Regions from separate parts of the Mus musculus genome. Here regions 1 and 3 are each linked to region 2. A link is a contact called in public promoter capture Hi-C data. All regions are on one chromosome and are shown on one strand. Each heading gives the region's core, a stretch centred on a gene start, on an enhancer-like site or on the middle of the called end of the contact. The rest is flanking DNA. Distances are from core to core; before and after follow the strand shown. Region 1 holds the start of Arfip1 (ADP-ribosylation factor interacting protein 1). Region 2 holds the start of Cd1d1 (CD1d1 antigen). Region 3 holds the start of Trim2 (tripartite motif-containing 2).

What was found. Promoter capture Hi-C pulls out the DNA fragments that hold promoters and counts their contacts.
Region 1: a promoter capture Hi-C map of pre-B cells shows a contact between it and region 2, with 4 times the contacts expected there. The contact joins the promoter of Arfip1 here to the promoter of Cd1d1 in region 2. A contact is called at or near these places in 2 of 39 promoter capture datasets (liver and pre-B cells).
Region 3: a contact with region 2 is called in a promoter capture Hi-C map of liver, with 4 times the contacts expected there. The contact joins the promoter of Trim2 here to the promoter of Cd1d1 in region 2. A contact is called at or near these places in 2 of 39 promoter capture datasets (liver and pre-B cells).

The regions. Positions count from the first base shown.
Region 1 is chr3:84,580,420-84,584,109 of GRCm38.p6, forward strand. It overlaps Arfip1 (ADP-ribosylation factor interacting protein 1), which reads right to left and starts at 2,206. Exons shown (of 9, transcript NM_001081093.2): 1 at 1,995-2,206. Gm35410 (predicted gene, 35410) reads left to right here and starts at 1,996. Exons shown (of 1, transcript NR_164319.1): 1 at 1,996-3,690.
Region 2 is chr3:86,997,145-87,000,785 of GRCm38.p6, forward strand. It overlaps Cd1d1 (CD1d1 antigen), which reads right to left and starts at 2,185. Exons shown (of 6, transcript NM_007639.4): 1 at 2,048-2,185; 2 at 1,489-1,761; 3 at 928-1,206; 4 at 194-472. The coding sequence starts at 2,108.
Region 3 is chr3:84,258,515-84,262,016 of GRCm38.p6, forward strand. Trim2 (tripartite motif-containing 2) reads right to left here and starts at 1,265. Exons shown (of 12, transcript NM_001271727.1): 1 at 811-1,265.

The DNA of each region.
Region 1 (3,690 bases), core at 956-3,455, 2.4 Mb before region 2:
TATGAAATGAGCTTCAAAATGTTACAATTTCAACCTCCAAACACTTTAAAACCAAATCAGTAAGTAAATATGTGCTCCAAGACTTACATAAAGCTTAGAAAGATCCTCACTTACAAGAAAGAAACAATAAATAGCATGCATAATACAGAATAAAGAGAAGGTGTGTCAAAAATGCTGACGCCATATGGACTACAGAAAACATTTCTGCCCTTCCTTAGGGAAGCCCAAGGCAGACAGCTCCCGATAAAAGCAAGATAATGAAAGCAAAGGACAGCCGTCATTCCAATGCTTTACTCTGAGTTGTACCCAGTGGGCTGGGGATATTTAGTATGCATTAAATAGTAATAAACACACCAGCTTAGAAATTCTCTGTATTGGCAAAGCAATGGGCACAGCCAGCTTTCCCTAAAAAGAAACCTCAAAACCACCAACCAGGAACTAACTTGGTTCCTTCTATAGGTCCAGAAAGGAATGTAGAAATGCGGCAGTTTTGAAGTAGTGAGATTTCAGGACCAGGCTGAAATCCCTGCACTCTGCTCTGCATAACACCCGAGTAAACCATGTGTAACTTGGGGAAACAGCAGCTCCGTGAATAAACTGTTTCCTTTAGCTTCAACAAGACACTAGACCAGTACTTCTTAATCATGCTGCACATTCCACGTCTTTTAAGAATTTGATAAGAAGAATGCATTTCCCCAGAACACACACATACAAACTTTGCACATCATTTCAGGGTAGAGATAGAAAAACCCCTGATTCCTGGACTGAGACCCCAACCCAGGATTAAAGCAAGCATAATCCAAGAAAAGTAACATCTTGTCAAGCAGGAAACAAAATAGCTCAGGCAAAGCCTTTTATTCAGAAAATCATAGTGGAAATATGCTGTTTTCCTATATACTGTTAAACTTTGGAGTTAGAAGGAAGCGTTGGTCACGGTGAACAAGAAAAACAAAAACGAAAATTAAAAGCAAATAAAAATAGAACAAATACAAGAAAAGTGTACATTGCTGCAACGCTTGCTCTGAAAGAGCAGCAATGAAATACAAGCCATTCCTGCAGCCTCCAGAGAACTGACCAACCGCCATCAATCTGGTGCACCTTTCTTTAGCAATCAAGTTAATCAAATGGCAAGTGTGAACACACCTTCGCAGTTGTGAAAGCAACACGTTGATGAAAAGCCCTGCGATTTTTTCATTCGTCCTCCGCCCCCCTGATCAGATAAGAACCAAGAAAGGATAGTTCAGGAAAAAATAAAGGAGGGACGCACAGAAATCCTGAAAGGGTGACTTAAAGGATCTGCAGGAAGTGTAAAATATAAACTTTTTGAGATCAGAGGGTTCAAGAGGAAAACAAGAACAAAGCCAAGGAAGCAATAACAGGGGAGAAAGTCTAGAATCTAAGCACTTAACACACACACACACACACACACAGAGAGAGAGAGAGAGAGAGAGAGAGAGAGAGAGAGAGAGAGAGAGAGACGCTTCCTTTCCTAGACACGTAAAGAGTAGTTAACTTGGCAATAAGGAACGCACCAGAAGGCAGGGCCACAATTTCCTCCTCCAAACTCCAGCATTCCTTGGACGCCCTCAGGCTTGGGACATTTCAGGCAGGGCGCCTCCCTCGGCACCGGTGTCAGGCAATCTCTCCAAGAGATTGCTACCTCCCTTCCTCTCACAGCAGGAGAGAGGAAGCAGGACACTCAGGGAAGAGCAGGGGGAAAGGCGGCCCACTCGGACAGAGTCCAGAAAGCCCCAGACCCTGCCAACTCTTCCCACTGCCGAGCGGAGCCGCCCCAGGGGCCAGTGCTGCCCCCCTTCACTCCAGAACACACTCAGACTCAGAGGGACAGGAGGGACCAAGGGGCGGACTTGGCTGCTCCCAGGGATGGAAGTGCCCAGGAGCAAGTTTGATGAGAGTAGCCGCAGGCGACACATCCATCTGTCGGGAAGCACGCCACCCCAACCCCTTCCTTTCCGCCGCGGCTCCGCCCTCACCTGTCTGTCAGCGGGGAAGCCGGCAGCGCTCCGTCGCGGGCTCTCCCGGTCGCAGCCCTCGGGAATCACGTCGGCCAGAGGGAGAAGGGACCGGAAGCGCAACCGGGAGCTTTTCCTTCGTCTCCTCCCCCACGCCTCGGGGGCGGGGAGCAGCTACAGCTGTCACAGGCTCCGGGCAACCAACCGCCGAGGACACTTGCACCCGCGACCTCTCAACCCGGTCTCCGGCGCTTGCACCCTACCCGCGAAGCCGGAAGCGAGCAGACCGGAAGTGCGGGGTCTTAGGCCCCGGACAGCCTCTCTCTAGAAGCCAAGCCCGGGCCCCGCCACGTCTCTATGGTGCGCGCGCGTCTCCCAGGGGGCTGGGTCCTCCCGACTCCGCCCCGGGCCGCGGCCCTGTGAACTACATCCGGGAATCCGCACGGACCGTTGCCGGGGTAACCGGGTTGCAGCGTAGAGGAACAGTCCATAGTTTGCGAAGTGCAGCCCTCCAGCCAGACATCCTCTACCCTTTTCCCACACGCGTACTCCGTGTCTGGAGGGTGGAGGTGGCCGTAGCTCACCACCGCGGAGCCGAAAGTTTGTCAACCACCGGAGAGAAGAACGGGATGCGGAAGGGATGGAGCGAAGATGAGTGTACCGGCGCTGGCAGCACGGAAGCCCGGCCCTCGCTTTCTTAGGTTTCTCGCTAGCTCTCCGCGATCACCGCACTCTTACCAGTCTGTGCACCAAGACCGGCAACCGTGAACGTGCGGTGGTAGCTCTGTTTCTGTGCTTGCTCTCTGACAGTGGGCTCATAGTACTTTTCTTCGCTGCTCCTCTTTTGCCGGCAACCGAACTCTGCCTTCTTGCTCATCCCCTCTTAAGTAGATCGCTGACGCCCCGTCCACAGAAACAGTTCAACTGTCCCTTCTCCCAGAGCTCTTCTTGGTCGTTTCCTACCAGACTTTGGGGGTACCTGCGAGAATCTTCCCTATTCCCAGCGGTGTTAGATAATGAGTTTAAATATCCTTGTACTGTGTCTTCCTCAGTCTGGTTAATAGTAACACTACATACATTTACATAATGCACTACACATATTTCAAACCTAAATAACGGTATTGTCTTAGATTGCTAGCACATCAACTCAAACAAAACATCAACAAAAACAGTGCTGACATGCCCAAACATAAATCTTGTATAAAGGGCTTTTCTGTTCTGAAATTGAGCTATAAAGGGAGTGGTGGGTGGGTACCAATTCTCTCAAACTGTAATTATTCTGCAATGTATTGTGAATTTTCCTACTCAAAACCATCCTCTTGAGTTGAAACCCATTAGTCTTCTCCATTATTAGAAAGGGGCCCCTGTCTAGTGTAACTCTTGCTCTCGTTCTGTAAGAACTGAATAAGACTTGTAGCTAAGTGCAAGTGTCATCATGTACAGGGCTTCTGAAGGGTGACTTGGAAAACATGTCTTGCAATGCCCGGTTGTGTATGAATGGTGTGGACAGCTAGTACATAACAAAACTGGGTGTCTCCTTGAGGATGCCTGGTGGTGTTTCTTTAAATTTGGGGATACTTGGCTTCTTTTATTATCTATTTGTTCTTAAGTTGTATACTTTCTCTAGGAATTGCTGATAGTTTTTATGATGGTTCTGATGGACTTGGAACTAATGCTAATTTTCTTTGATAAAGATGCTATTAGTTGTCTATTTTAA
Region 2 (3,641 bases), core at 935-3,434:
TCTTCTTTCTTCTTATACAGAGAACATCTTATCTCAAGTCTTTTGGGGTTTCTTTTTTATCTAGAATTCCCTCCTTCTAGCTCTTCTATAATAGTTAGGGGCTTCATTTCTGAATCTAGATCTGTTCAACTCCCGCTCCATGTTTGATGGCTGCCTCTGCTCACTGGCAACCCAGGCTCCAGTTCTTTCTTACCCCAGTAGAGGATGATATCCTGTCCTCCTAGGCTGCTGTGCTTCACCCTGCAGGCCAGGCCAGCTTCCTCTCCAGCCTCCACATCCAGGGTTGCTTGAAGATACCATGTCTCATCAGCATTTGGCAGGAAATCACCTCTGTGAGTACCCTGTTGCTCCTGGTCACCCCGCATCCACATCACCCACACAGGTTTTGGGTAGAAGCCAGAGACATGACACACCAGCTGCCTATGGCCATGTGCAGAGCTGGGGACACTGGACAACCAGGCCACTGGCTTCTCTGTACTCATCAAGAGAATAAGAAAAAAAATTTAAAGCAAGACATTTTATATTAGGGGCTCCAGGTCTCCAATCAAGTTCATGCTTCCCACAGGTCCACCTCTGGAGATGAAGTTGCCTATTAGTTTAATCCATTTGTCTCCCTCTGGCTAGGAAGACCATCCCTGATACTTCTACCCCCCTCCCTGATCTGAGTCTCCTGTAGCCCTCCTCTGTACTCTGGAACAATCTGAATTTCAGCTGGTACAGCCTGCCTCAAATATGGCATGGCTCAGTTTTCATCCCCAGTTTTATTTAACTCAATTTATAGAACCCAAGAGTGGCTGTCAGTGAGAAAATAAACCCCACAGGCCTTACTCATCTCTTCCTAGTCCTTGCCCTTCCTCTACAGCTGACAGTGATGTAAAAACCTAGATGGATCCAAGTGGAGAGCCAGGGTGAAAATAGCCAGCTGACCTTGCTTCTCTAGGTCTGACTTCCCTGCCTCTAGGAGACCACGGACAAATAGGGGGCAGGTGTCATTCAGGAGCATCTGCACGGTTGCACTTGTCCCTTGATCAGCGTTGAGCACTTTGATGGGCAAGTCTAACCAAGATGGGGCCCCTGGGACTGTCTGCCAGGACGTTCCCCAGAATCTCACGACATATTTTCCTTGAAATGCTACGTGTAAAAAGCTTTCCGAAGCATTCCCAGGGTACATTTCACAGCCCGCAGACAGCTGGATCTCAATGGGATCTGTAAGGAGGAGTAGGCAGAGACCAAAGAGTTCATGATTAAGGGATTTGGAAGAAAGGAATTGGTATGAAGATTATCGTTAAGTGCCAGTTGAGGAAAATGATCATGGTGCCCTAGAGCAGAAATGGGCTATTTTTAGAAGGGACAAGGGTTACTTTTAGACAGAAGTAAAACCATAAGGGTGGACAGAGAAGAGAAGCTATGCCCGATGCCCACAGTTATCCAGCTGGGGTCTGGATCACTCCTGCCCACTGGGTTCAGGGTTCCAACCCCTCCACTCACAGTCTTCTTTAGGTGACATCATTTTGACTAATTCCTGTATGTCCCTGGTAAAGCTGACTCGATAGACTTGAAACATATGCTGCAACTTCTCCCACTGCTGGTTACTCAACTTGCCCTGGGACCATGGCTTCGTGAAGCTGATGGTGGCTGAGTCATTACTCCAACGGTGAGTCTGCAGATCCCCCAGCCAGACCACGCTGTCTGTGCGGGACCAGCTTCTGTTTGCAAAGGAAGACATCTGCAGGCAGCGGAAGGTGTAATTCTTTTGCTGGGCTGGAAACAAAGGAAAAGGAAAGAACTTAGCGAGTGGGCTCAGTCTGAGGACAGACTGCAGTAGGAAAAAGCTCAGCTTTAGCTGCGCTTGCGGAAGGAAAGGCAGGCTCAGTGTAGTTCTGAACTGAGCTAAGCCCTGAGCCGCAGCCATACATTGCTCCTCCCACTGTTGTTGCAAGCCGGGAAGCCCACCTCCACCCGCCCACTACTGCACAGAGCTTGTAGCCAGCCTCTTTCTCCCTCCCTTCCTCCCTTCTCTAGATTGTGTGCGCTTTTACTCACTCACCTTCAGATTGTCCCCAGACCTGTAGGAATGCCCACAGCAACAGCCATGGTAGGTACCGCATAGCGCCAGAGTTCTACACAGCCCTCGGCTCCGACTTCTGCGCTTTACTCTGCTCCCGGACTGGTACACAAAGGCTCTGGGGTTTTTGGTGCAGAGCCAGCAAAACCCGGAAGGACGCGCAGGCACGATTGGTAAATTACTCTTTGACAAAGCCAAACCCCCTGGTAGTTGAGGGTTGGAGTGCAGCTTTACTCAGAACCGCTACGCAAACCACTTTTAAACAAAACAAAACAAAACAAAACAACAACAACAAAAATGTCTTTCCGTTATACTAAAGAATGAGGTTGAGACTATCGTCTCAATATCGAAAGCAAGACAAAATTGTATTTCGGTTACAACTCCGATGGTATTAAAAATGCAAGGGGAAAAATAGAAGGGACGTTTTGGTCTAGCTAGCAGGGGCTGTCTGCAGGTGCTCCATTTACAAGTTTGGATCCTCCCAGATATCTATAAATATCACATTAAAATAATGATAATGATAATAATAGATGTGATTCTTCTAGTGGTTCATTGAGAGGATAGGACTAGGCGGGTTAAGTTCCTTCATAGCTTTCGTATGCCCACAGTTTCCCATGTCAGATTCTTTTTCCCCTTACCCTGGTTTCTTTTCTCCCTTGCCTTACCTGCCCTCTGGCTGTCCCCGACTCCATTTTGGGAGAGTACAGGCATATTTTATTTTTAGTTTTTATTTTGTTCTGTATATTGTACTGTCATGATTTGCGAAAATCGAAGACTTGTGTCAGTCTGATGTGAGGAAAAGCCAAAAGTGACGAGATGTGCCCCCTCGAAGCGCTTCAGCACAGCGAAAACACGGGCCATACACCTGCAGACAGATGTCTTTCCCACTCACTCGCAAATACCGAACCTCTTGTTTTTGAGAACAGAGGTAAGATTACAGGGCGCGCCTGTGAGTTTGTAGGGCCATTCCCAACTTCTCACGCTTAAAACAAGTAGTGACAAAAACAGTTGCTCAAAATTTCAGTTACTGTGAGAAAGGAGAAGTCATCCTTGGTAAATCGTACTCCTGCAGCAAGCATCCTGATACCATCTTCCTCGTTCCTTTTTAGTCACCCCGTTGTATGCTTTGCTCTGTCTTTTTGCCTTGTCTCCTAAGTAGGCCTCTTCTCTATGTCTCTACCCTTAACATAACCGCAACCTTCTGCTTCAACTATATGAAATACCTTCCACGAGGTAGGAAAAAACCCCATCATTGATCGGTATAGCCTCTAGGATCATTCTGCCCATGCTCTGGCTTGCCTTGGAGCATCGTTTGGGACCCTACTCTAAGTCTCACATGCTTTCGTCCCTTAGATACAGCTTCTTCCTCAGATCTCTGCACAAATAGACCCCTTGGGGACCTCTGACCTCCAAGCGCCTGCCTAGTGTCCACTCAGACTTCAAACTCCAATGTAATTTTCTCAGAGAGCCTCCTCAAGCTTCCCAGACAGTGTGAATAAAGACTGGAAAGCTAGCCAGCCCATCTCCACACACTGGGCGGCAGCTATCTTTGTTGGCCTTTCTTCCTAACACATAG
Region 3 (3,502 bases), core at 15-2,514, 2.7 Mb before region 2:
GCAAACTGTCACAAGAACAACCTCTCATGTATATCCTAGCGTGTAGCCTAATCTTTAGACTCTCAGAACTTCAAATGCTGTTAAATGTACTATCTAAAAAGCATTTGAGAGGTGGGGCCGTAACTTATCAGTTCAGCCGAGCATTAATTCCCCAGAACCTCAAAATAAATAAATACGTGTCCCGTTCCCCCTCCCCCCCACACACACACTAGAATTAAAAAGTATTTGAATCTAACGCTATCTGTGCCCTAATTCGATTAAGGAGTTGCAGAAAATAAGTCAGTTGCTCCCTGGAATCGATTAGATTACAAATGGGGAAATGTCTGGGGTTCGCGGAATGCTTTGCATCTGACAAGCATTTTTGGGACAAGCTTCCTCCCCACCCCCAATCCTTTACATCTTGACAGCAGCATGCAGATTTTTCAGCATCAATCAAAAAGCCCAGAAAGGCAACATCTCCACCTTTTAATAAACCAGACGTGCAGCGTGAGCTTGGCCAGAGGGTAAGCGTGAAAACTAATAGACAGGAATCTAGCTGAGTAGTTCCTTCAAAGAGAAAGAACATTTTTTTGTTTGTTTATTTTTGGAAGAAAAAGAAATGGGGTTGGGGGTGGGGGTGGGAAGAGGACACCTTTCCAAGCTTTAAGATTATAGAGTCGCTTTCTACTCCAGGGTCAAATGACTTTGCAAGCGTTCCTTGCAGGTCAGGGTCTGCAGAGGGTCCGTGAGATTCCGGGAACAGTGCTGGCGGGCTGACAGCTCCGAAAAACCGCCCGCGCCCCTCACGCCCCCACCCCCAGGGACACTTACCGCGACCCTCGCGGCTGCTGCTCGCACCCGGATCTCTGGCGGCCGCGGACCCCGGTATCCCGGCTCCCGCCGCACGCGGCCTCACGGTCACACGGCTCGCTCGCGGGACACGATCTGAGCGGCGGGCTCGGCAGAGAGGACGGACGCGAGGAGCGGAGCTGGCCTCGCGGGCCGCGCCGGGGCCTTCCCTCCGTGTCGTCTGTACCAAACAGCTCCTCTCTGGGTCACTTCCATTCTGTGCTCAGTCCCAGAGCGGCGAGACATCTGCTTTCCATAAGCCTCGCGCAGAGGCAAATCCTGGATTAGATGCCAGAGCCCACGGTACAGCTGATCCGCGCACAAAGAGCCGCGGACAAACACGCAAGTTGGTGCCCGGTTCCAGAACGATTCGGATGACTCAGGCGGCCGCAGCCGGGATGCGCCAATCCGCGGCTGGCTGGGTTTTCAGGTCTACTGCGGAAAACTCTCTCTCTCTCACACACACACACCCGCCCGCCCACCCCACGAAAGCACGCTCTGTCCCTGCAGGGGAAGTGACTTCAGCTGTACCGGGCTGAGCGAGCTCGACGCAGCCTGCCTCCACCGCCGGGCGTTCGGTATTGAAAGCACACACTGCTGACCGTGACAAGGGGAAAAGCTTTGCTTTAATTCCAATTCACGAGTCAGTTATGATACAGTCAGCGCTGAAAAGGATGAGGAAGTGCTGTCTTTGCAAATTGATTTTTCATTCTCCCAAACAGCTGGGCAAAATTGCTGTTTCTCCGCCCCCCCCCCCCCCCCCCCCGTCCCTTCCTCACTTTGGAGTGCCTTTGACAGCGTGAAGTCGCTACTTCCTCTCAAGTGCTCTACTGTGTTGGGCTGGTTATGCTAGGGAGACTTACCAGTTCCCAACCCTGAAAAATTACAGTCAAAGAAACATAGGGTGGGGTTGGGGAGAGCACAGATGGGGCTTTTCAATCAGTCTAGAATCCAAAGACAGCTCCCCACCTCCAACCCCCACCTGCCGCCACCTCCCGGACAAGCCTTTTAAATTTTGGGCTTCTGCAGGCTCTAGAACAAAGAGGCTGGGCACTAGCTGATCCTGAATGTGGCTTTAGGGGCAGAGCAGGAGCAATGAAGACAGATAGATGCTCTATGGTGGATGGCAAAGAAGTTAGGTCACCGTGCTTGTCGTCCTAGGTAAACTGGGACCTTGGCATCTGACTAGAAACTAAAGGGACCCTCTGAGAGATTTGGAGCTGGCAAGTGATGTAATAAGATTTCCACCGCAGAAAGATAATTTCACAAGGCTACTCCAACCTAGAAAGGGGGTGGAGGTGAGTTTGAAATGAAGGGGAAAGACTCCAAAGACAGCAAGAGAGAGACTAAAATAAAATGCCCATTACAGGGGTGGGGCAAAGGTATCCTACAGAGGTCATAGCCTCCTGTCTGCCTCCTGTGGCAGGACAAGTAGAAGAAAATGAGAGAGGACCCAGAGAAGCCAGGAGTTGGGTTCAGAACGAGGTCACAGAATACAAATCAGCCACACAGATTTCTAAAGTATTTGGGACCTTCTGGCTAAGCAAGACAGGTTGGGCAGGTGTGTGGTTAGACAGCGAAGGTAAATACAGAGTAGAGAAAAACGGTTTGTATTGGTGTGTTGCATCTGTCAAAACAAAGTACCTGGAAGTGAGGAGATTAAATAACAGAAATAAATTGCCTCACAGCCTGGGAGCCTGCAGCCAGTGTGATGGGAGGAGCTTACTCCAGGAAGGACCCCTGGTTCCTTGGCTAGCGGCATTGTAAGCACTTATTTTCCCTGGCTCGCCGTGACCAGATGTCCGCCTCTTTTTGTAAAACGCTAGCCATATTAGGTTAGGGGCCCACCATACTCCAGAATTACTGCACTTCACTAATTACATCTGTCCTCAGGTGTCAGTCAGTTTTCTATCACGATATCAAGATGCTTAAAATAATCATTTTAAAATGAGGAAAGGTTTCTCTTGGTTCTGTTTCAGAGACATGATGATGGGAACATGACAAAGGAAACTGATTCACCGATGGGTGGTCAGGGAACTAGGAGAGTGACATGTACAGACTGTGCTTCCAAAATTCCCTTCAAGGGCAGGGGCCTACAACCGAACTCTGTCCTACCAGGCCCAGCTTCTGAAGTCACACACTCCTGCACTTGACAGTAGTATTGCAGACTGGGGTGAGGCTAGGGGAACAAGCCTTCAACATTCGGACATTTTGAGAAGTCTAAGATCTAACGGCATTTTACTTCTATCTTGTAATGGGAAATCACCTTCTTCCCATAAAAATGTCCCATTCTGAGGTATGGGGGCAGGGCTTAAGGCTTCAACGTAGGAATTTGGGGAAAACAATCGAACTCATAAGATTCACCCACTGTGAGCAGAGTCACATCAGAGGACAGAGAGGAGAAAAGCCACTGTGGGCAAGCAGGCAGCGCCTTGGGTGCAAACGGTGAGAAAGAGGATCAGAAAATACAAGAGGGTTTTATTAAATTTCAGACACACACACACCAACTCGTCTGATCATGTCTTCTATTTAACGCTGCCTGGGAACTTTTATTATTTTTTCCCCTAAAGTGTTTCTATTCTATATGAATCTATCACATACCACGTAACACATGGGCAGAGGCTCAAAGTGCCAGCGGCTGCCATGAACACACACACAGCACAGGTTTGACAGC